Linked DNA regions of Mus musculus: region 2 is linked to region 1. A link is a contact called in public HiChIP or PLAC-seq data. All regions are on one chromosome and are shown on one strand. Each heading gives the region's core, a stretch centred on a gene start, on an enhancer-like site or on the middle of the called end of the contact. The rest is flanking DNA. Distances are from core to core; before and after follow the strand shown.

Region 1 (6,349 bases), core at 2,887-5,386:
TGTGTAGCCCTGGCTGTCCTGGAACTCACTCTGTAGTTCCAGGCTGGCCTCAAACTCAGAAATCTGCCTGTCTCTGCCTCCCAAGTGCTGGGGTTAAAGGTGTGTGCCACCACTGCCCAGCCAGGTTCAAGTTTTTATGACAGGAAGTGTGTGTGAATGCTTAAGATAGGAGTAAATAGTCCTTGGTCTTGTGACTGTAGTGAACCCTGTAATAGCCAGTTTGGGGATGGGGTAAAGTTCCGGCTTATAAATGTAACATGGGTCAGTGTTCTAGAATCTTGTGTATAGTTGTGACTCTGTCTTCAGTGGAACTAAAACCAGAATGATCTGTTCAACTTTCTTTTCTATCTTTCTTGTTAGGTTTAGGAAGATGTTTTAAGTGTTTTCTTTTCTGTGACCCAACATAATACAGACCCGTTACAGTGTGGCAGGGAGGAGAGTAAGATGAACACCCTAGGTAAGCAGGCCACTACCAAGTAACAGTGACGGTTCTATGTAGAACATTCTAGACCACGTGCAGGTATCATGTCACTGAAATAGGGGATGCTTTTTGCTTGAAGATTGAAAGGACACCCAGGCTAGGGAGACTCCCAAGCGCCGCCTTAGACAACCTGCTTGGCGGGGACCAGAGGAAGGCAGACTGATGGGAGCCAGGGTGGATGCGGCTGAGCAAGTTCAGAGAGAGAAGAACCGCATGAAGCTTGATTCTGTCCCTAATCTGCAGAGCTGCTTGCTGGAGGAGCTTTTCTGGAGACCAAATGCACAAGAAAAGAAGGGTTCTTCCTTTTCAGGCCTGGATGAGGCAGGGGGCCATGCCTAGCTCACACTAACACCGCTCACTCGTGCTTCCCAGGGGTGAATGGGCACCGGACAGATTGAAGCTTCTAGCTTGAAGCCTCAGTCTAACTCTGTCACATCCTCGAGCAGGGATGTAGATGTGAAGGGCCAGATTTAAATACCAACACAAGTTGACTGCGAAGCCCCCCCTTATCCATCCTGGTTGAAAACAGGTCCTCTGAATCCTTCTCTCCGAGTTAGCATCACTGATCTAGCAGGCAAAGTTTGTAAGGCCCACGGAGCTGTTTACTGTGGACAGACTGACCTACCTGGTCATCTTAAACTTGTTAGTGTGTAGTAGTTAAACTTTCTAGAAAGCTGCATTGGCAAGTGACAAAAGCCACACTGTGGCTTTAAGGCAATTCCCATAATGCTCTGCCACTCTCGGCGCACCTCATGGAGGTGGCTGGCGGGCTCTGGGGCACAAGTCAAGGTCACCCTCCCATGGCTTTTGAGTGCCTTGTCCACCGCCCACTGATTGGCCAACCTTAGGTACGTCCCCAAGCTCCCTCTGTTTCCTTATCTCTAGGATGGGGTAATAGTGGCCCTTAGCCTATAAGGTTGCCCAGAAAATTGCTTGAGTAGAGCACGAGGCAGGCCTGTGTGTCACCAGATGATTAAACTGGCCTAATTAGGTCGGGTGGCCTGCCTGAGAGCAGATTCACAAAAGGAGCTGGACCCCAGAGCTTGTGTCCTACCCAAATGTCCTACCACTGTGTCTCCTGTCCCGTAAAGGCACAAACACAACGGGTTCACTTGTTTCCGTTGTTTGAAGGAGAACTTTGAGTAAATGTTACGCAGACGGAGCACTTTTGTGTCAGGGTTTTATTTTGTTTGAAGAGGGTGGACTCTGTACACTTGTATGGTATCCACAACAATGCAAGTGGCAGGAAGATGTGAAGCAGCCTCGGGATCCAGTCACATTTGGAGTGTCCAGCCATAGGGCACCCACCCAAGTGAGCACATCTCTCAAGGACAGCAGTGACCTCCAAAGCCACCATCTGCTTGGCATGTGTCCCCTGTGCCCCTCCTTAGCTTCTGCTTCATGGCCTTCTAGTTTGGCTTTATGTTCCCTTCCCCCCTATCCAATACTTCAGGACTGACCTCCCAGGACTGTTCCGTCGGCAGTCAGAGAGGACGGGACTAGCCACACGCACCACCCTTGAGATTTGAACCTGGTATGTGTGTGACACTAGGGGAGGGAGGCTTCCTGTTGGCAAGATGGGAAATGAGCTATCCAAGCATTTGAGCAGTGCTCAGAATACCAGTCAACGTCCTTCCTCCCACCAGCATAGCAGCAGCAGGACTTGTAGACTCATGCTCTCTCACTGAGGACAACCATAAGGTCTCAAAGGTGAGGGCAGCAGGGTGAGTGTGTATTCTCATCTCCAGTTATAACTGGTGAAATATGTTCACATTATGCAAATGGTTCCCAGTATCAGTCTGATGGCCTGTGGATATAGCCCCATAGAGAGCGACTTGCCTAACCTGTGTGAAGCCCTGAGTCCAGTCCCCAGTGCTGCCAAAGGCAAGCAGCAGCAACATCAACAACATGACCATTTGTAAAAATGTTCAAAACAGCATGTCCCTTCTTAGTATCCAAAAACAAGAAAGAAGAGAGTCAGGCCAAAACATCCAAAGGCGCTGAAACAAAACCAGGAAGGACTTGCTCTGTCTCTACTCCGAAGTTGTCGATTGCAGAGGCTTGTGTACCCTCCTCTGGCATTGACACACACCCTCCCCCCACCGGTTCCCCCCACCCTCCCCTCACCCAGAATGAAGGCTCATTCTCAGCTGGACCATGTAAGGCAAGGGCGAGCTCTTAGGAAAAGGCTGCCTTTCTCCAGCATGCATGGTGTCCTCAGAAAGAAACCCTGCCACGACTGATACTCTACCTTCCCCATGCATCTGAGCAGCCTGCCGTCAGGAGCTCCTATACCCTTCTTCCTGGCATAAACTAATAGGTTTGGCAAAACACCAAACACCATACTTCAATGGCAGCTTCAAAGGACACCTTAGTGTTGGATGACGTGTGCGCTGCTGTTAACGTGACTGTCCCATAAACGGCTCTGAAAATGGTTCCTTCTACGAACCTAGGGAGTGGCAGTAGACTCTGTTTAATGCCATCTGGGAGGAAAGAGGATTTCATGTTTGAAATTTGGGAATAAACAAAACCAACTTTCTCTCTCCTGCAAGGGTTAATGCTCCAGTCAGCTTCAGATGGGTTCTCTTGAGTCTTACAATTGCTTTTCTGGTCACGCACTCAGAAGGTCTAAGCATTTGTGGATCTCACCCTCCACCCCCACCCCAAATGCTATTCTCTTTGGCAGTCTTAATTACACAGGGGTTGGGAAACCAAATTAAAACTAGGCGTGGCTGGGTAAACAGCGATCACATTGCAGGCTTTTAGCTTTGCTCTTGGGGCTGTCTCTCCTTCCCGTAGCTCTGCTTTGCACTTCGTATTTTCCTGAAGGAAATAGCATGGGGTCTTTTGGAAATAGTCACAGGAAGTGGGACTCGGTGGCTGGTTACTCACCAGCCGCGGAGTCAGTCCTGACAGGTGGCAAATGCTGCTGCCTCCCTCCTGATTTATGTGAAAATAGCCCCGAGAGGCAGCCATGAGGGTGGGTGCACAGCCCAAAGGGCTTTTTGTCCACCGTGGCTTTCACGAGGAGACTGGTCATGGCGTGTCATCTGGATTGGGGGGGGGGGTGTGACTCAGAGCTGAGCTGGGGTCGCTCCACACACGTGGTAGCCACCGTGGGGTTTCTGCTCAGTTCTCAGAGTGCAGGCGGTCTCCTAAAAATGATCTCTCCCTCCCACCCCCAACAGCCGTCCTTTCTCAGTGAGTCACTTCCAGAAATGAATAGCCGCAGATTTTGGAATGAGCATTGTGAAATCTCTCGTTTATAATGGCAGGTTTTCAGTTGGTGGCTTGATCAGACATTTTCTCAAGATGAAAATGAGACCTTGTCTTTAAAAAGAAAAGAAAGTAAGTAAGCCCTGTGGATTCAGAAAGCAAAAGTCTCCCACTGAAGAGCTGTCACAGCTGACCTAGCCCTGTGTGTCGAGCTGTGTGTCCTTAGATCTGCCTGTTTGGATGAGTTCTTGGAATTACGGACCTCTCAGCAGTAGTAGCTGGTGGTTTCCAATGCAGAAGGTTACTATTTGAATCAGCTCTCCTCTGGGTGAGTAGGTGGTAGTTTCCCAAGGTGTTCAGCAACTTGAGCCGTGGATTTAAAAGACTGCTGGCAGCTCTTACACACTTCTGCTTCCTGAAGCCCAGTGGATGGTTCTGCCGAGCAGCAGGAGGACCCTGGGGTGTGTTTGAACAGTGTGGATGATTGAATTACCACTCTGTCTTCTGAATATGGAGATCTTTTGAGGAGGAGAAGGTATTTTTGCAGAAGGAAGTGGTTTTATTTGTTTTAGGGGGAGCTTTCAGAGGGGTAACTATTGGGTTTCTGTTTTAAGCACTAAGACCCTTCTTTGGTGTGAAGGAGATAAATGACTTAGGGTCTTAACAGAGAAGTTTTTCTGTAACTCTGAGGAAGCTGTATGGCACTACTAGCAGTAGCCTCTGTCCAAGGAGGATGCTAACCCCAGCAGAGACTGACTATCTGACAGTACCCACTCTGGGTCTGCCAGGCCCCATGGGCTCCTGGGTTAGTGGGAGCACTTTGTGCAGGGCAGAGAGAATGAGCCCAGTTACTGGAAGCGGGGAGTGTAGCTGCAGGGATTGTTCTCTCAAGTGGATCAGTTGTTTGACCTACTGACTCATTTCGTAGGAATTGGGAAAACAACCTAATGTGGTTTTATTGTCGCTGTTCAGGACTGCAGGGTCTCAGCCTGGGATTGTGATGGGCTGGAGGAAGGTGCTGCTAGCATTCATGCTTTCTGCTGGCCCGCTCTTGGCTCTCCTGTGGAATTCAGTCCTCTGCTTCCAGGACAAGCCCAGCCTGCACTTGGGGATCCTTGGGTGACCGTTCAACCGTGAGTATTTTTTTTGAAGCTCACTGATTCTTGCTTAAAAACTTATAAATGGCATTTCATCAAAGGAAGAGCTTCAAAGAACTATCTTTGCTGGTTGTCGTGTGTGTAACACATTTCACATTTACTATGAAGAGGACTCTGTGTGTGATCCTGACTACAGAAGCACACATGACCTACAGATAACCATGGGAGCTAAGAATTAAGATTTTTTTGTTTGTTTTTATAGCATATACATAAAAATGAAGTTGTAGTTTTATTATTTAAAGCGAAACGTGAGGTAGATCCGTAAGATGCACATTTGAGGAAGTGACATGTCTGTGTGCAGAGACTTGTGATTCCTGGTGCTTTTCTTTCTCACCAGTGCTAGTAAATAAACCTCAGAAGAGAACAAAGAAAGTGCTTTGGTCCCGTGTAAGAGCAGACTTAGAGAAGATAGCCCTGAAGATGTGTATGCTACTCTCTGGGTTAGCTGTGCTGACTGCCTCCTCCTGATCCCATGTCCAGATCATATCCTTAATTAGTGTAAGGGATGCTTGTTAGGTGACGGCTGTGGGCGTTCTTACTCTCCCACCAAGGGGCTGAGTAGAGGGTACAGTCTATTGGGTCATGTCTGTTTAGTATACTGTTATGTCCTAACGCTGCAGAGTTAGAGTTATCAATCTGTTCTAGATTCTAGCCCTCCCTCCCCACCCCCCACCCCAAGATGCTGATAGAAGCCACGAATCCTTTAACCACGTCATTACACTTTTGCTTGCACATGGAGGCATCCACAGAAATGGAGACCCCTCTCCAGATGCAGCAGGTATAGGAGGCTGGGTTGCACTCTCAGGGGGTTGGGGGGGGGGGGGCTTACCCTTCTGGGCAGTTAGACTTCCCAAAGAACTGCTGTTAAAAGCAGGAAACAGCCAGGCCAGAAGTCACTCCATGTGGCTGCTGGGTGGAAATACAGAGCCAGAGGAAAAGACACAAGGGTGGAGAACACACGACTAAGTAAGTAATAGAGAGTGGTTGATACCCTCAGGATGGTCACGTGTGGAGCCCAGAATCCCTGTCCGATTAGCCAGGCGCATCTATAAAGGAGTATGACTTTGGGTAGAGAGCTAAGGATTCATAACCACTTTTTGTGTGTGCCACCAAATCAGGTAGGGTCACTTGAACTTGAAGGTGTCATTCATAACAAATTGGAGAGGTGGTTACACGCCTGGAAGAAACGTGGTGGGAGAAGCATATGAGGAGGTGGTTGAGAACAAAAGGAACAGTGTCTGGAAAAAATAAATCCAGCCCTTTGAGCTCATGAGTTGCATTGAAACCAGTACCATGGGGCCATTGTGGAAAAAGAAGACATGGACGTGCCACAGAGGTTAAGAGGGGCAGATGAGTCCGCCAGGCTCAGTGTACTCGGTTGGAGTCACATTCAGAGGAAAATGTTCAGCGATTGTGAAGTGCTGATGCACAATCAACAGAAATTGCACCCTTCTAGGAAAAGATAACGAGGCTGGGGGTTTTAGTGTGAAGGGGT
Region 2 (6,349 bases), core at 1,561-4,060, 280 kb before region 1:
ACCTCATGCTATTCAGTAGGCACTTAGGAGCAGCACAGGAGAGTTTGGCTGGAGAAGGAATATCGGTGATGTTATACAGTCATCTCAGAATAAGATAAAGGGACATGGAATCTGGGGTTTACTTAGCATCTACTGTATACTGAGCATCATGTAAACTCTACAACATGAACTGACTATTTTGATCATCCACATAGAAAGGGCAGGGGAACTGAGGCTCAGAGAAGATGAGGAAACTGCCCACTGCACACACGGGGTGACTTACAAGCATAAGTCTGCCTGGCTCCAGAACCCATGTTCCTACCTCACTAGTCAACGCTGTGTAGGATTCATCAGATATGGGATATAAATTGTTATTGCTCCTGCAGCTTTCAAAGGACTGTTTTCCCTGGGTGGTTCCGGTTCTGAGGCTCTAGTGCTTGTGGAGATGCAACGGCATTTTCTACCCCATCCATCTCTCCCCGAGTCTATTCCTAGTGTCTCCCAAATTCTCAGTTGCCCATCCTGTCTCACCATGACTGCCTGTGACTCCCTCTGTTTGTAGCCCAGATAGCCCTACAACCCAGAGCTGCTTCCCCACCCTACCCCTGCGCCTGCCCCTCTACCACGGAGCAACCAGGCCCAACAGGTACCGATGCAAGTTTCTAGCTTCTCTGTACTCTTCAACCAAGGTTAAAGGCTGTGCTACAGCGAGTTGGTTGTAGCTGGTGAGGAAGCTAACAGTGGGAACAGGTGACATGACCCAGCATGTGAGAAAAGTGATTTCTAATGGAGTGAACGTGGACCACTGGGAAACAGGAAAGGGGAAGGCCCCGAGAAGGTGAATTCCTTGTCATTCCTCCTCCCAAGACCTTATCTGAGGCATGGCTTCATCCTGTAGCAAGGTACTATTGTGCAAAGCCCCTTGTGCAGGCATACCGTCTGTCTCTCTGGCAGACCTTGTCTTCTTCTGCTTCCCTTTTCCTCTCAACTCGCCGCTGCCCCAGGATCTCATCTCCTAAATAAAACATTGGCTTAATGTCTCAGTTTGGGTTCTGTTTTTCTAGAAAACATAAACTAAATAAAATATTCAAGTTCAATTTCTCTTCATAGGACCACCGCTTCTTGGATTCGCTTGAGTGTGTTCCAAGAGATAATAGCTGATAATGATGTCATACATATATACATACACACAAAGATAAAAATAAATCTTAAAAATCATGCTGTCAGTATCAGCACGCCGAGCGGTATTTGCATATTTCCCTTAAAATGTGAAGTTTGTTTGAAAACAAAGTAAAACTATTGAATGAGACCTTGGTGCTAAAAGGAATTCAGAGCTGGGAACTCATAACTGGCTTGCTCCTGCATGCCTCATTTCCTGAGTGTCTCACAGGAGCCTTCCCTTTGCCAGGTTTGGACCCCCACATTCTCACTCGGACTATTATAATTGTTTTTTAACTTTTCTCTTTGTTTCCACACTGACTCCTGCCATCAAGTAAGTAGTCCTGGTTTTTTTTGGAGACAGGGTTTCTCTGTGTAGCCCTGGCTGTCCTGGAACTCACTATGTAGACCAGGCTGGCCTCAAACTCAGAAATCTGCCTGTCTCTGCCTCCCGAGTGCTGGGATTAAAGGCGTGCGCCACCACGCCCGGCTGTAAGTAGTCCTAAGATGGATTTTATCTTGCTCCCCATGTTTAAAAACCTTTAGTAACTTCTCATCCTTCTAAATCTACTCTTTGATGATGCTGGGACAATAACTGTTGACCCAGCTGGGCCCCTTTAAGGGACAGGGTGTGAAATAAAACTAGAGGGCATCAGCACTGAACTAAATGGCACATGGAAGGCCGGGAATGGTGGCACACGCCTTTAATCCCAGCACTTGGGAGGCAGAGGCAGGCGAATTTCTGAGTTCAAGGTCAGCCTGGTCTACAGAGTGAGTTCCAGCACAGCCAGGACTATACAGAGAAACCCTCGAAAAACCAAATAAATAAATAAATAAATAAATAAATAAATAAATAAATGGCACATGGAAGATGACAGCCACGGTCAACGGTGGCAGACACCAGGGCGGCAGCAGATGGCATGGGTGGAAGAATGAAATAAAATATAAAATAAAATAAGAAGCACCATGGAGCAAGGCCAGCAGAGGTAAGAGTCATGACAGCAAGACACCAGCAGGATATAGAAACAGCACTTCATGCTGTTTCAGCATAGCTTGTGGTCCCCTGAGTTTAGCTCTGTTGAAACAATGGCATTGCCTCTTGAGATTTTTATCAGCCCAGATCATGGCAGGAACCTGAAGTCATAATCAACTGAGGCTTTGAAAATCAGGTGGTTAGGACATATCTACAGGGCATAGGCAGAGTTATGGGTAGTTAGGGTGCTAGGCACTAGCAGAATCGTGTTAGTAGAAGCCAGGGATGAAGAGAAAAGGGAACAGAGTCCCAGAAAGAACAGGAAGTATGGCAGAACATGGCTATCACTGCTAGTGATCATGAGAGCACCCTGCTAAAGACGGGAGCCTCACTGCCTCTTCCTCCTCCTCTCTGAGATTTACTAATGTCTCCCATTCGAAAGCCCAAGGGTTAGCCAGAGGACAAAGGAAGCCAGGTGACATAGCATGGGGGTAACAGATTATCAACTACAGCCCAGGGCAGAGAAGAATATAGTCTTCCCTGTCCCCTAGTAAATGTGCACAGCCTGATTCCAGAACCCAATGGTACTTACTGCATTCCATGGCAAAAGTCGTGATTTCAGTTGAGGGTCATGAGAGGGGAGGCTTAGCCCACAATCTGGGTGGGACCTTAGTTCAGTCACACACATTCCTACAGGGAGTAGCAGGGGGAGGTTTACAACGTTGGAGGAGTCCATGTGACCACAGAAACAGATTAGACTGGAGTGGCCAGGAACCAAAGAAAGCCTGAGGCTATCACTAACTGGAAGAAACAGGAGACCGATTATCCCTGCCCCCTCCAAGCCTCAAGAGACTTTGACCCTGCCCAAACCTTCATTTTAGACTGGTGGCCTCTAGAACTGGAAGAAAAATAAAATTCTGTTGTTTTAAGTCAGCCAGTTTGTGCTAATTTGTTACAGCAGTCACAAGAAACCAACAGAGGCCAAATGGACACCAAACAGCACAGAATCTATCCACCTCAAACGGCACAGTGATGGCCACACTCCTGCTGGCTGGACACTCTTTGACCTACCTTTTATATTCCATTTGGAAGTTCTGCTGGGACCATTCACACACCTCACATCACGGCTCCCAAATCACAGCTGCCTTCATGTGCAAATGTCTTTTCTTTCAGAGAGGAGGATAACCTTCTTCAGAGCCGTCTCTCACACCTTGGGAACCCTCAACACTCCTCACATACTTCTTTAAGCAGAGTGATTGGTAAATGAAAAGGAAAACTTCCAATTGCCCATCTGTAAATGGAAAATAACAACCACTAACTTGCCTCTCGGAGGTAATGGTGGCAATGTTTCCTGAAAACAGTTCCTGTACCTGTAGCAGAAGTGATCTATCTGAAACACATTCCTACTAGAACAATTCCTTAGGAAAGAAATTACATTTCATTTTAGCAAACCCTGTATTCTACATTGAACTGAAACGGCCAGCATTTCACCCTAAGGAAGAAGAGGCCAGGGCTAATTGAGAAACAGAGGCAGGGATAGAGGGGGTATGCAATGGTAGACTACTTGTTTAGTGTGTTTGAATTCCTGAGTGTGGACAGGAATACCTGTCCACAGCACTGAAAAAAAAATCAGCAAGCACGCAGTCAAACAGACAAAATAAACACTTGAGACAGAAATACAAGTGCCAAGAAACCTTGACTCATATGATAAACACCTATTAAGGAACTATGATGCTAAAATACAGTCTATAGATGCTGAGGAAAAGCAATAAGGCATAATCCCAAATAAGCAATTATAACAAAATATGATGTTATATATGCTTGTGTGCATGTGTGTGTATACATTTGTGTGTATATGTATATGTATGCAGAAGGATGTCGGGGGTCTTCCTCAATCCCTTTCCACCATGTAGTACTGAAAAGGAGGGAGGGAGAGAGAGAAAGAGAGAGACAGAGAGACAGACAGACAGACAGAGAGAGGAGAGAGAGGGTCTAGAGAAAGGAGGGGGGTCTTCCTGAGACCCCCCCTCCACAGCTCCAATGTATGCCTTTTGTAAGAGTGAAGTGCTAGGGGATCAGAAAGAAGGGAATGGCTGACTCTAGAGACAGGAGTCTCACTCCCAAGGAGCCACTTTGAAGCTAGTGTTTTAGGATTTCACCAGGCAGAGGCAAAGTCTGGAACATTCCAAGACCAAAAGAAACAAGGGCTTGTGCAGCTGCCAGCGAACCACACCCTACTCAGTCCTATTGTATCCGCAAAGGTCTATTTTTACCGCTGTCCTCACAGCCACTTTTTAAGACAAAAGGAGAATGTGGACTAAGTCCCTTCTTTGCAATCTGGTATTTTATAGATCAAAGAAAGGAGACTCTGAAGAGGGAATGTGAAGGATGACTTCTGGTGAATCCAGAATTCTTCCAAGGAGTAGAAACTCGGGCTCTTCCCTTTCCTGGTTTCTTGAAGATTGAAGAGAGGCTGCCTTAGTGTGGCAGTAGCCAGTCCTTCCGAGCTCAGAAGGAAACAGGGGGAATGAGGACATCTCAAGCAGAGTCATTGCTTTGTGACAAACGCGCCTTGGCCAGGATGGAGGGCCCGGCTGCTTCCCCTCTGCTGACCTTTAGATCTCTCTACCGACAGCAGGCACCACCCAGCCTCTCTTCCAGTTGAGTCCTGCTAGGCCTCTGAGACCAGAGCTCGCTGCTTGTGAGTGGGAGGGAAAAACCTCTCGGGAAAGCAGCCAGGACAGAAGAAAGGTCAGCAGACACAGGGGGCGCTGGGGTCTCTGACCTCTCTGTGGAGCATCCATAGGGAAGTGGGAAACTAGAACCCCAACCTCCAGGTCCGCATCCCTGGTCTTTGTTTTCCCAGGAAGCTTCTACCTTGTAGACCCTGCCAGAAGGCCCGCGGCATTTTCATGAAGCAGCAATAACAAGGACAGAGCGTTCTAGCCTGCCGGAGCCTGCTGGCTGGTCACTCTTTCCACTGCCTTTTGTTTTCACGCATCGTTCCTCTCACTTGCGTCTCAGATTCCTCTGGGCTTTGAAAAAGCCACACAGTGACACCGCCCAGCAGGCTGCCAGGCGGCTCTAAAGGGTACCCTGTCCTAAGCATCGAGAAAGGGACCAACCACCTCCTGTCAGTGTAACTGGCAAAGGTAGGGCTTTAAGTTCCACCCTATGGACTGGCAAATCACATCCTGCTGTCTTTCAAATGCATCTCCAGTGCTGGGTGGGTGTGGTGGTCCATAATTCTAGCTCTTGAATGGCTGAGGCAGGAGGATTGCAATTTCTATATCACCTTGTCTCAAAAACAAAACAAAACCAACAACAAAACAAACAAAACCCCAACCAAACAAAAATATGTATCTGCAAGGTTTGCAGACCTTTCTTGATGATCTAAGCACAGCCAACATAGATGTGTCTGTAGGCAGTTCAGTATGAACTCTCTCATGGTTCATGTGCTAGCACTTGGTGCCAGCTGGTGGCGCTGTTTTGGAAGATTGTCAAACTGTGTGGCAGGAGCTATAACTGGCAGAGGTGAGTCTTTGAGGGTGGAGTTTTGAAGGTTAAAACCCAGCCCCCTTTCCTATTAAGCTCTCTGCTTCCTGGCCAGCCAGAATGTGAATAATCTGCCAAAGCCCAACCAACAGCAATGCCACGGTCTCCCTTCCATAACGGGCCATAGTGCCTGAAACCATGAACCAGCGTAAATCTCCCCTCCCTTAAACGGACACTGTCAGGCATGTAGTCACAGTGACATACAGTTAACTAACACCCACGTGTCAATGCGTTAGGCTGTTGTACATACACACATGTGGGGGAGAGAGGATCTCCACCCATCAAACATCTGAAACCTGTTTCCAATTTTCCTCTTAAGCTATGCTATTAGAATCTATGAGAGCCCCAGGTAGATGTTTATTTCCTAATAATTACATGTATTCATGTAGCGGATGTGGGCCTTAGCACAGGTGTGGTGATTAGAGGACAACATGAGGAAGTCTTCTCTCACTGTGTGGGTCTGGGACATGGAACTCAGGGTGTCAGGCTCACCAGCAAGGTTCTTTGCCCACTAAGCAATCTCTCCAGCCTGATGACTTTACAGACTTGGTGGCATTGGTTCTCAGCGTGGAGCAAGAGACACTCTCATAAATCATTGATGAGAGAGGGGGAAAAATATGGTTAAGCTACTACTGTGCAGAATAGCCTCTAAAGCAACCTGGTAAAGTCAAAGGTACATATCAA

The links. HiChIP or PLAC-seq counts read pairs in DNA pulled down with a chosen protein or histone mark.
Region 2: an H3K27ac HiChIP or PLAC-seq map of trophoblast stem cells shows a contact between it and region 1, with 12 read pairs. The contact joins two enhancer-like sites. A contact is called at or near these places in 7 of 484 Hi-C or Micro-C datasets (brown adipocytes, embryonic stem cells, palatal mesenchyme and 1 more), 6 of 115 datasets of contacts at active chromatin or transcription factors (bone marrow-derived macrophages, embryonic stem cells, extraembryonic endoderm stem cells and 1 more) and 1 of 9 other capture datasets (embryonic stem cells).

Annotation. Positions count from the first base shown.
Region 1 is chr6:31,085,973-31,092,321 of GRCm38.p6, reverse strand. No RefSeq gene overlaps it. Among named protein-coding and RNA genes, the nearest start is that of Mir29b-1, 26 kb to the right of the region's middle. Within about 2 kb of position 4,136, at least 182 of the 459 cell types and tissues checked have an H3K27ac peak or open chromatin away from gene starts, as enhancers often do. A contact at or near this core is called in bone marrow-derived macrophages and trophoblast stem cells, where this site is marked.
Region 2 is chr6:31,369,327-31,375,675 of GRCm38.p6, reverse strand. All of the region lies in intron 2 of Mkln1os (muskelin 1, intracellular mediator containing kelch motifs, opposite strand), which reads left to right. LOC115490343 (a long non-coding RNA gene) reads right to left here. Exons shown (of 2, transcript XR_003956274.1): 1 at 3,182-6,349; 2 at 1-994. Among named protein-coding and RNA genes, the nearest start is that of Mkln1os, 26 kb to the left of the region's middle. Within about 2 kb of position 2,810, at least 42 of the 459 cell types and tissues checked have an H3K27ac peak or open chromatin away from gene starts, as enhancers often do. A contact at or near this core is called in bone marrow-derived macrophages and trophoblast stem cells, where this site is marked.